Regions from separate parts of the Mus musculus genome. Here region 2 is linked to region 1. A link is a contact called in public HiChIP or PLAC-seq data. All regions are on one chromosome and are shown on one strand. Each heading gives the region's core, a stretch centred on a gene start, on an enhancer-like site or on the middle of the called end of the contact. The rest is flanking DNA. Distances are from core to core; before and after follow the strand shown.

Region 1 (5,929 bases), core at 2,031-4,530:
TGTACAGCAATTTGCTGTACAAGTAGCTTGATTGTCTCTCTTCAAAATACAGAAAACAAGCCTGCACACTACAGGGGAAAAAGCCATTTGACAACTTGAAACTTTATGTAATTCCTTCTGAAGGTGAAGAAACAACTTCAAATGCATGATTGTTATTATTACTGAGCAGTCAATAAAGCAGCAGAGCTCTATACTATACAACACTATATCATACAATACCACTCTATACCATTCCATACCACTCCATACCATACCATACCATACCATACCATACCACTCCATACCATACCATACCATACCATACCATACCATACCATACCATACCACTCCATACCATACCATACCATACCATACCATACCATACCATACCACTCCATACCATACCATACCATACCATACCATACCATACCATACCATACCATACCATACTATATAATTCTTTCCCTCCTTGCCCTTTCTTATTTTTGAGACACAGTTTCATGTAGCCGATGAATGTCAACTCACTATGTGGTTGAGAATGACCTTGTTTTTCTGACTAAGTCACTGCTTCCTGGGTGTGAAGATCACAGATGTGTTCCACCACACCTGGTCACCATGCCTAGTTCTGTATAGCATTGGAGATAGAAACCAGGAGTTTTATGCATGCTGGTTGAGTACTCTACAATCAAAGCTGTATCCCTACCCTGTCATGTACATATTTTTTTTGCCCCTGGTGTATTAATGTCCCCATAAAAGTTGGAAGAAAGACAGAATTGCAATATTCTTTGAGCAGAGGTGACAGCTTTACAGGTTGGCTGTGTCATCTCTGATCATAAAGTTTATAACTAACCCTGAATGCTGCATTAGAGTATGATGATTTCTCTCGGGAAACAGCAACAATGAGAAGACAAGCTGGTCTCTCGGAATATGGGTGGGAAAAAAAGTTGATGATATGGAGACATTTAGAGTAAGGTCTACTTCAATGAAAATTGAAATTACTCCCTATGTAATCAGCTGACTTCAGTGATGCTGAGAAAAGGAATTTCCGACCTCTGTAAAATCAAGGACTCTGATTGTCCAGCTGTCCCTCCCAGTTCCTCACACATAGTAGTTCCTCCATACATTCTCAGTGATTGAATGGGCCATTTTCCATGACATCTCTGTCACTATCTCTCCCTTTATCTGTTAAAAAAAAATCCTTCCATACATTTTTCTTTCCCTCTGGTTAAGGCAATAAGCCAACCTGGAGTTGCATGTAAGAAATGACATTAGTGTGGATGTCTGTTGATTGAGCATAGCGAGAAAGCCCAGGTTCCATTCATCTTCTTGGGTTCTAGCCCTTCATGAAAGATGAGAACAACTAGTAGAACCTTTGGCATGGGTGGGACTTTAGAGATCATAAACCTGTGGTGGCAGGGCGGGGACACACCTGATATGGAGATTGGCATCTCTTGACTTCCTCCAGTGTTCTCCCCATCTCTTGCATGCCCAGTGTATATGTATGTATAAATGCACTGTATATGTGCATGTATGTCTATATATGGAGCAATATCCAAGTCTAAGGCCACATCCAAACCTCTGCTCAAATGGACTTGTCACTCTTGTGAAACTTTAGTAACATCAAGGTCACCTGAAACTCAAAAAGAAGGGGTAACACCATTTTCAAATTGTCTTTGATCCATGAAATAAGTTTCTGGTTAGAGCCGATCAACACCTATCACAGATAGCCTAAGAAAAATAATTACGAGTATTATGAAGTGGTAGGTAGACATTCAGTTTGACTGTATACCATTCAGGAAGTGTTTATGAATGCTCTACAGTGGATTATAAAGTAGTTTACTGAATGCCAGAGTAGGAGGGCTTTCAGCATATCAGCTGAATCTCTACCTTCAGGATTTTGAACTTGAACTAAAAATGGATAGTATGGGGCAGAGCTGAGTCCCTGTTAATTGGTAAGAATTCAAGCAGTGGTGCAGCCACCACAAGGCACGAAGGACGTCTGTATCACAGTGAATACTGGAATACTTAAAGGCTAGGTGAGGATTTTTAAAAGTGGGATTCTGACTTTAATGTCCAAGAGATACAGAGAAAGGAAGAAAATCAGGTGCTAGCAATCTTAGTGGTCTGATGATCAGATCTCAAGTCCACAGTACAATTTGGCCCATGCATGGATTGATTCAATGGTGTCTCTGTGTGATGCGCAAAGACCCATACTCTGAAAGGTTCCGGAGACAAGCACTAACTGCTGCAGAGCAGCACTCTTTGGGTGAAGGGACAACCTCTCTGCCCAGGAACAGCATTCACTGTGCTGAGGTGACCACATTGGTGTGCCAATTCCTCGCTTTTCTGTGACTTTGGTGCAGGGTTCATCATGGAGAGTCTTTTTGCCTGGAAGCCTGAAGATCAGGTGTGCGTAAGAGTCTATGTCTCCCTAGAGGGGAAAAGTGAAAGTTCAGATCCACTTCTTCAGTGACTCATAGGTAGAACTCAGAGTTCCACAGGATCAGACTTAAGGAGCCATTGGGAAACAGTCCCTGTGTCTCACTCGCCCTTGTCATTCTTTTTCTCTACCCATCATCCATTTACCCCCTCTTCCTTATGCAATAAGTCTTAATTTTTTAATTCGTATTTAGGAAAACTGTCTCCTACCTAGCATAAGACAGTACATCTATCTTCCCATTTGAGCTGAAGTCTATAAAGGAAAGGCAGGAGAGAAAAGGTGAGGATATAGCTGGGCCAGAATCCAATCTCTATTTTCCAGTCATAGAAGGCTCCAATACACACTTTTTTCCTCTCTAGTTTCCAGGATAGAATAGTAGAGGTCCTGAGGTTGCTAAGGCCAGATAAGCAATTCCCCAAATAGAAAATAATCAGTGTCCCCAATACAATATGCAATTTGAGACAGTGGTGAGCAAAAGCACGATCATAATCATAGCCCTATATCAGTACTCTGTACCCACACACCCTCTTGCTCATCCCGGCGATGTTTACCAGAGGCAGCTGGCCAGAAAGGAAGTCAGCCGTGGGGGCTGCGCAGTGCCAGGAGCCAGCCCATCAAGAAGGCATTTGTGACTTTTCAGGGCGTGGGGGTAAAATGGAACAAAAGTAGTGTCTGTCTGTTTGCGTCATGGGAGCAGCATTGGGAGAAATTGCTCCTGACCAATGAATGCCAGTTGGTGGAACCCAGATTTTTAAAACAAACTAGCTGTTGGCCAGGGGGCTATCTGAGGATGCAGCCCATCAGTGGGGCTTGCTCCTTCGGCGTGGCTTTTCCAGGAGTGCTGGTCTGTGATAGGCTGTGCTCATGTGATGATTACTGTACCATGCATCTGCTGACTAACGATATGCAGACTTTCCAAAGCTCAACTGTTTTATAGTGTTCCAAATGAATACCAAGAGCATTTCTGGGAAGAGGGAGTGAACTACTGTGACATATGGACCAAATCTGAAGATTTGTCTGAAACTGATCAGCTGACTATGTGCCTCCTATATACCCTCTAACCCCTTAGGAATATAAAACTCAATCATTGTCACATGGTCTAGTGAATTAACTCTGCTTAAACCATAGGATGAGTTTATATTTCATGATTTTTGACTTTTTGAGGAGAAAGTGAATCTCAGTTCTCCTGAATTAACAGCAACTGAATGGTTTATACAGAAATCATATTGAGAGGAATGCCATCCTAAAGTACAGGTCAAAGACATTAAGATTAAAATACACTATGTAGCTCTACCCTCATACACCATTCCAAGTTAAAAATATATTGAGCAGTTCTTTTGACCTGATTTGATCTTACTGTTCCTCATGGTCCCTTGAAGCCACATAGCTAGACCTTTGTGATTACGGCTGAGGGGATCATCAGTTCATAGCTAAATGAAAGAATGAACAGGACCTAAGCTCTCTATTTGTCACTGTATTTAGAGCCTCTCTTTCAAACAATGCTCATTAAAGCATTACTAACCTTGTGAATTTGTTTTACTACATTCCTTTAAAGCAAAGATGAAATTCAGTTTGTTCACTATCCATCTGTTCCCCCATCCTTCAATCCACCCATCTGTTTGTCCACGTATTCTACCAATCTGTTTGAAGACATGAAGGCTTTAACTTAAATACTTTATTGTTGATAATATCCAGTGTTAGCTGTGTACCTTCATAGGGATTTTATATAGAGACTTATATAAGGACTAAAAAAATACCAAAAAACTAAGTGGTGTTTTATTGCCTTGTGAATCATCCCTTTCAACCAAATTGCTTGGGACAATTAGGTAAGTATAATTAGAAAGAAATGTAACCTCCAGGTGGCACAACAAATTCCCATAAATTCTACGGCTTTAAACCAAACAAACTCATCAGCCTTCAGCCCTACAGGTCAGAAGTCTGAGATGGGACAAAGGCAAGCTGTGTTTCTTCTAGAGATTCTAATATAGAATCTGCTTCCCTCCCTTCTCAATTCTTAGAATTTGCTTACATTTCTGATCTCTTTATCCCAATTCAATATTTCAAACCAGGAGTGGTCAGCCAAATTGTTGCCACATGACATCATTCTGACACTACCTCTTGTCTCTGTCTTCCACACTTAAAAAAAGAAATTCTCACTTGTGTTTGGGAGTGGGAGAAGTCATGAGTGGATAAAGTCTTGAGTGAATGTGAGCTGTAGACATGGCCACATCAAGGACCCCAGAGCCTCAGACCTTGGCTGTATCAACAAGAAAGTGTTTAAGTTAAAGTGTTAAATTAAAGTTCAAATAGGTAGGATACACGGACAAACAGATAGATGAATAGATGGATGGATGGACAGAGAGTGAACATCTTTGAATGAAAAAGAGGCTAAAAGGGAAACAGCCAAGCCTTCCTTTGGTCTATGTGTGGATATTGATAGTGTGTCCAGAAATGTCCCCCTCAGCTTCTCTCCATAATATGTACTGCCGGAAGACTATTCCCCAAGAGACTGCTTTTACTGAGATGAGGTATACCTGCCTGCTTGTTCAGCCACATATCATAATCCCACCTTCGTATTGATCGGCGTGTAGTAATCCTGCCTTGCTGTTCAGCTGTTGCAACAAGCCCGCCTCTCTTTTTGACTCTATATAATACGCATGTTGAGCTTCTGGAGTGTTGTGGTGTCTCCAGCAGAGAATCCAGACCACCTGTCCCTGTTTTCTGCCCATATGGCATTCTTCATTCCCTCGGCACCCCAGTCAAGTCCAAGTCTTTGGAGCTCTGCCCGGGCATGACCCTTGTGGTTATATTGGGATCACCTAACAGATAGAGCTCCCAGATAGAGCTCCAATCTCATAAGCAATCCCAGGTGGTGTCTCTATCTCTAGGCCTTTAACTTAAACACTTTTGTAATTTTCTTCTTGAAGTATTAGATAATATATTCCTGGGGTCTAGAAATTAGAATATAGACCTTGAAGGGTCTTATTCCGACTCCCACCAGAGGGTTCTAAATGTCACTGCAATCACACGTTGTGTTTGATCCTAGAGCACCGTCTCGAACTTTGCGTTCTCTATGCCATTTGTGACTAAAAGACTAGTTTGTTTTGTTGACAGGGATGTAGAAGATCTGGAAATAAGTTGGAAGATCAAACAAATATGGAAAGTTAGAATGATGGAAGAATGGAAGGAAGAAAAATATGGAAGATGGAACTAAAGAATGCAAACCAGAAAAAGTTGTGTGGGCCCAGACTAAATATTTATTACTTACTTAATTTTAAAAATATTTTTTTCCTGGTCCTGGGGTTCAAACTCAGGGTCTTAGACATGCTTAGCTAGTGCTCTACCACCCGGCCATATCCCCCACTCATCAAGAAATAGTCTTCACGTGGGCTTTAAGTTAAGGTTCATGGGCAATAAAACTGGAGGAGAACACACACCTTACTAGATCTAAGGAGCTTCTTAGAGGCAAAGCACATGTACAGATGATAGAAGCTCACCCATCATTTGCCT
Region 2 (5,929 bases), core at 1,707-4,206, 370 kb before region 1:
CTGAGGAAGTAGAGGCTAGCCTCTGGGCCATCCCCTGAGCCTTTCTCTCTTCTGTTCTTTTCTCTACTCAGATCTCAGACTGGCTGTCAACTAAGAGAGTTAACTCTCCTTTGCCTGACAGTGAAGCCTAAAGCATCTACTTCAAGGCCAGATGTGAAATCCTAACCTTACTATGACTGGAATTTGGGTCTTCCAAGATTTGGGTCATTCTAAACTCAACAGTAAGCATTATTATTTTAATTTATGTGAAGTCATCTTTCAATTTTCTCCTTTATAGAGTGCTATAGAAGTATAAACAAAACAGCAGAACACACACACACACACACACACACACACACACACACACAAAAACAACAGATGATCTTTTATCACTGAGATATTTGGCAGGCATCTTCGCCTCAGTGCACCCGAGCATTGCATCATAACATGTGCTGTGGCAAAGCAGACAGACACTTGTCAAGCAGGTTGTATTTACCTATAAGAACAATGTTATAACTGGGGAGCTTAGGCAATCAAGGACTGGGCATTGCGCAAGTCATAGTTAGGATCTTCATGTCTCATGAAACCCAGCAAAGGCAGAAAAAGGTCTCCAAAATGCTGTGTCTAAGCAAATCCATGTCAGAAAGATGAGTAGCCTTAGAGGAAGCATTAGAAACCTACTCTCAAAGCCCTTGTGTTCTAAAGACCAGAAACAGGAGTCCCTGAGTGGGTAGGGGCACTCAGCCACTGGTACTAGGATATACTGTAGTAGCTATGCAGAGTTCTGTTAGCTTTTCCATCCTTGGGTCCGTGTTCTCTAATCATACATTGGAATGCTATCAGCCTATGCTGGAATCCCAGCTCTGTCATGTACTGTGTGAGCTGAATTGAGTTATCTCTGTCTGTCTGTGAGCCTCGGTGCCCCTATCATGGACTGAATTGTGCCATCTATACATTTATAGGAATCTCTCACCCCAGTACCTAAGACTGTAACTATTTACAAATGTTGCCTTGCTAGGGTTTTGATCTTGAGATTCCTTCAAAGTCCTACATGTTGAAAGTTTGGTTCCCAGGGTGACATCATTAGGAAAGTCTTGCTAAGGAAGCTCTCCAGGTAATTGGGAGGATGCCCTTGAAAGAAGCTATGGGTAAGACCCCAGCTCGCTCTTCAGTCTTTTTGGCATCTATGAGATAAGCAGTTTGTTCTACCATAGCATCCTTGCCACAATGTTCTGTCTTACTATGGTCTCCCAAGTAATGAGACCAGTCAATGTCACCTCTAGCACTGTGAGCCAATATAAACATTTTTCTTCTTCATACATGAACACAGAGCTGAGGGGTAGGGCACTTGGGTGGTATGATTAAAGCCCTGAAGTCAATCCTCAGAATTACTGCCTTCCCCTACAAAAAATTAAATTTGGACACAAGAAAGGACAGCAGAGATGGACATTCGCACATGCCTGGAGAGGTCACGTGAGGACACCCTGAGGGAGAAGGATACCTCAGAAGACACCAGACCTGCCACCAGCTTAATTTTTGACTTCTAGCACACCTCTGTAACCATGAGACAAAAATATTCATTTCTGGGGGGTAAAGCCACCCCATCTGTGGCAGTTTCCTACAGTAGCCTTAAAAGGTGAATGTAACCCCCTTCCCATAAAACTGGAGATGTGAACGCTGAGCTCACGGAGGTTGCTGTCAAAATCAAATGAGATATTCAACCTAAGAAAAAGACTTAACCGTAGGCCAGGACAGCAAGTAGCAGTGATTTGGTTATGTAAAGGGTCAGGAAAATAGACCTAAATCTCTCCACTGTAATATCAACTTGGCCTAACTAAAATGACCCTGCCTGTAATTGTGGACTGAACTCTCCATCTTCTCGTGGTTTTCGTTTGCCTTCTATTGGTCCTTGAAAGAATTGTAGAGTCAGTCCTTTGTCTTTTAAACGCAGACCAGAGAAACTGAAATCCAACTCCTCATTTTATCCTGATAACTTTTTCAGCCGTAATTAGTCATATCGGAGTCTTTTCACGTGGCTCAGAAGTCTACTTAACATTCAGATTGTTCTTTTAAAAATAGACATTGGTGAATGCAAATTATTCTGAGACCTCTTTGAAGACTTCAGACTCTGCAGGATTCTGAGCAAAGGTCACTCTCCCAAGCGATTGCCTTTGCTGGCTTTTTAAGCCATCCCCTTCCCCACCCTCTGGGGTGAAATAAACACTGCACCCCAAGAGGGAAGTCTAGAAATGAGGAAGGAGGCACTGCCCAGAAGCAGCAGAGAAGAAAATCCAGAATGTCTCAGTGGTGATTATGAAGCCGTCACCTCCCGGTACTGTCCCCTGAAGTGACCCTTGCCCTTCCTCCAGGATTGTTCACTGTTGGAGACAGCAGCCATTATCCTAGGCTGATGGCTCCAGATGGGTGGGCACGTGGGCTCTTGAATTAGTGTATGGAAGGATCCAAACAGCCCAAGGCCAAGTTCGGAAATGCTTGTGTAGGATGAGAAGCAGCAGCTGGATCCTCTTCAGTTCTCTTCCCTGAGTGTGTTGGCAAGACCCAGCCTCTGAGGCACAGCAGGTGGCATAACATGCCCACTTTGAATTTCACCCAAATCCCGGAGAGTGTAATTCACACAAGGGCATCTGAATGTAGGCTGAGGTTTCTCCACTGTGCCACCCAGCCTTTTGCAAATCCTGTCTCTTGATCCCGGCCACTCTCCTCAGAGGCAAGGCAGCACAGTTTCTGTTTTGCTTCTAAAGAAACCAAGGCACCGGGACTTACCAGGAGACTTAAGTGAGCAGGTGTGGATAAGCTGACTCTGTGATCAAGAGCTTCTATGCCCCGAGGTGGCATTTTGTGGGCATTGTTCATAAATATCTCAAACATGGGGAATGCCATCTGGTCTCAGAAGAATGCAGACCAGAGACCCCGCAAAAGTCAAAGTCGTGACTGGGGTGTAAGTCATCCTCATGGACACTGTCTGGGTGGCACATAGCTGTGGTCATGGCTGCATTGCTAACCTCACAGTCAGCCATTTGTCGTAGCAGGCATTCTTCAAGAAATAGGAGTTGGGTCATTCCCTCTTTTGAAACCCAAAATTCCATCAGTGATATTCTTCTTTATACAGCCCATTCTCATGGCTTGTGGGAATCTTACAAGCTGCTGGGAAAAAAAAAAACTGTTGCCTGGAGGGAGGCTCTTAGAGACAAGCTGTGCACTCAGTCAGTCCCTCAGAGGAGTGGCTCAGCACAGGGAGGTGAGCCAACGCAAGCAGAACTGTGTTCTGAAGCTTCTGGCTGCACTAGTCATTTGGGGGTAATGATTGGAAATGCCCAACCCTGGGTCCCATCCCCAGCTAATTAACTTTCAACCTGAGCCCTGGATGATGCTAGAACTGGATGTCACAGGTACTTCTTCAAGAAGCACAATCAAGACAATGTGCAGCACTCATATTCTTTCTGATTTTGAACTTAAGTATGAGATGTATTTATTCAGGTCCTTTCAAGAACCTGGCAGGGATATGGCTGAGCATTCGAGAGGAGGCACAAGTGATGCTTCAACCTTGTCCCATTGCAACCTCTTGAATTTGGCTTTATGAATGAAGTAGTTCTTTCTCTGGGTTCTTGAGGGTGCTGTATGGTAGTGGCAATATTGAGTAAAATATGTGCTGTCTTAAAATAAGACACCACTTGACATTGGCTTTGACTTTATCTTTGGATGGCCACTTCACCTCCTCAAGAACGTTACAACAAATTATTTCATTCATGACGAAATGGAGGCTCAGAGATGTGTTCTAGAGTCAGTAGTGACCGCCAGCAGCATCCTGCGGTCTGGAAAAATGTCCTGGGGACCTGATCTGAAAATGGCTATTGGAGAATCTATTGTGTGATGATCTCATTGAAGACTTTGTGGTGTTTGGCTGTGGTGACGGCTGGGTGTAGGGGATAGGGGTGGGGTGGTCTTCTGGAATCTTGTGCTGACGTTTTCCATGTTACTTTATCCCTGAAGAGTCAGTCGGCAAAAACTTAGAGAGGAGTAAACAATTTTCCTTCAATGTAGCTTCCCATGACTGTGCCATGGAGTTTCAGCACCAAGGGTTTAGACTTCTTCTCAATGTCTTATTCCTGGTTTATCTTCTGTTGGTGTTGAAGAAGTGAGCTTCCTCCTCTGAAGAAGGGCGACTGGGAACCATTTTTGTTTTCTTAGAAGTGTATGTGTTCCACTTTTTTGTTATGATAAAAACACATCATAAAGTTTACCATCTTAACCACTTTCTAAGTATATAAACTTTAGTAATGTTAAATATAATCACATCATTGTGACACAAAGACTGTGTCCTTTTTTGTCATGCTGGGATGGGACAGAGGGTCCACACATGCTGGACTACAGCCAAGTCTGAACATGTTTGTTTGTTAGTGTGTGCATGCATGCATGTGCGTACAAGTATGTGAGAGTATGTGCATGTGTGTGAGTGTTCATGAGTGTGCACATGTGTGTGAGCATGTGCATGGGTATGTGCACATGTGTGTGTGTGTACGTGTGTGTGTGAGAGAGAGAGAGTGACTATGTGTGCATGTGTGTTTGTATGTGTCCTTATGTATATGTATATGTGTATGTGTATGTGTATATGTATATGTATATGTATATGTATATATGTATGTTCATATTTATGGAGGTCAGTGACAACTTCAGGTGTCATGCTTCAGGCACCATCCTCTCTTCCCCCCCGCCCACACTTTTTCTCTCTGTGTGCAGTTCTCTTACTAGTCTGGAACTTGACTAGGCTGTCTGAGCAGCAAGCCTCGGGGATTCTCCATGTCCCAGTGCTGCCATTACAAGCAGCTTCTTTCCTATGGTTTCTAGAGATCACACTGAGGTCCTCACGCTAGCAAAACTTTACTGGCTGGGTGGCTCCCTGACCATTTCTGTTCAAGACAATTCCTGATAGTTTGGTAAAAATACAAAAACAAAACAAAACAAAACAAAACAAAAAGCTTACTAATTGGAGCTATTTTCTTATGCTTAACAAAGTATTCAATATTTCTAGTTGAAAAAAAAGAAGTCAGTATGAAGGCCATGTCTACCAGAGATGCATTGGTTGCAATTTTCCATTTGAGACTCTTCTGACATGAAATATTTACACCGTTATTCATATTTATGCAAATTATGTTCAGAGTCGAATCAAGCTAGGTTGTAGGACCACATAATGCCATTTGGTGCTACTGTGTGATATGACAGTAAAGACCTGACAATAATGGAATACCTTCCTTCCTTTTCATTTTCTGTCCTCTGAATGTCAAGCTCTGCTTGCCTCTGCAGACACAGCAGTAAATAATAAAACGGCACCTCTGGATGACACAAGTCACTGATGCAGGAGGTGGCCATGCATTCAGAAAAGATCATCTGTTTACAGTCTTGTGATCAAATGGGTGAGTCATGAAGTATCCCATCGTAGGATAAAGCTATGGCATGGAGGGAAAAGGAGGGCTTTGTGAACAAACTGATGGGCTTGTGTTTCCAGGTAGGGTTTGGCCCAGGTGGTCTCAACCCCTTGGAGTTAGTAAGATGCTCTATGGCAAGCTTGTTTGGTGTGACTCACATGACATTTTTTGAGCATGGAGTCCTTGCTAAATTGAAATACAGACTTTTTAGCATCTTGTAGGAGAACAAGTTCTCATCAGCTGTAGGCAGGAGCTGAGTCATGGCTATCCCCTCATTTCTGTTCTTCTCTGGTCCCTTTGGGCAGGAATGATATTAGTGGGCATGTCCTGGCCCCAGTGTGCAAGCTGTGAGTTGGTGAAATAGTTCTGCTCTGGTTGGCAAATAGCTTTCCGAGCTCCCAGGGTGTCCTACCACTCCAGGTCATTTGTCAAAGGCACCTCTCTGCCTACTTCGCCACAATCTGGATATAATAAAAATCCATCTGGAAAGACAGAGGCCCCAGGTC

What was found. HiChIP or PLAC-seq counts read pairs in DNA pulled down with a chosen protein or histone mark.
Region 2: a CTCF HiChIP or PLAC-seq map of the NIH/3T3 cell line shows a contact between it and region 1, with 5 read pairs. The contact joins two enhancer-like sites. A contact is called at or near these places in 1 of 15 datasets of contacts at CTCF or cohesin (the NIH/3T3 cell line), 1 of 484 Hi-C or Micro-C datasets (the G1E-ER4 cell line), 2 of 115 datasets of contacts at active chromatin or transcription factors (embryonic fibroblasts and embryonic stem cells) and 1 of 9 other capture datasets (embryonic stem cells).

What each region holds. Positions count from the first base shown.
Region 1 is chr15:7,490,547-7,496,475 of GRCm38.p6, reverse strand. No RefSeq gene overlaps it. Among named protein-coding and RNA genes, the nearest start is that of Gm41262, 25 kb to the right of the region's middle. Within about 2 kb of position 3,280, at least 25 of the 459 cell types and tissues checked have an H3K27ac peak or open chromatin away from gene starts, as enhancers often do. A contact at or near this core is called in the NIH/3T3 cell line, where this site is marked.
Region 2 is chr15:7,860,083-7,866,011 of GRCm38.p6, reverse strand. No RefSeq gene overlaps it. Among named protein-coding and RNA genes, the nearest start is that of Gdnf, 47 kb to the right of the region's middle. Within about 2 kb of position 2,956, at least 42 of the 459 cell types and tissues checked have an H3K27ac peak or open chromatin away from gene starts, as enhancers often do. A contact at or near this core is called in the NIH/3T3 cell line, where this site is marked.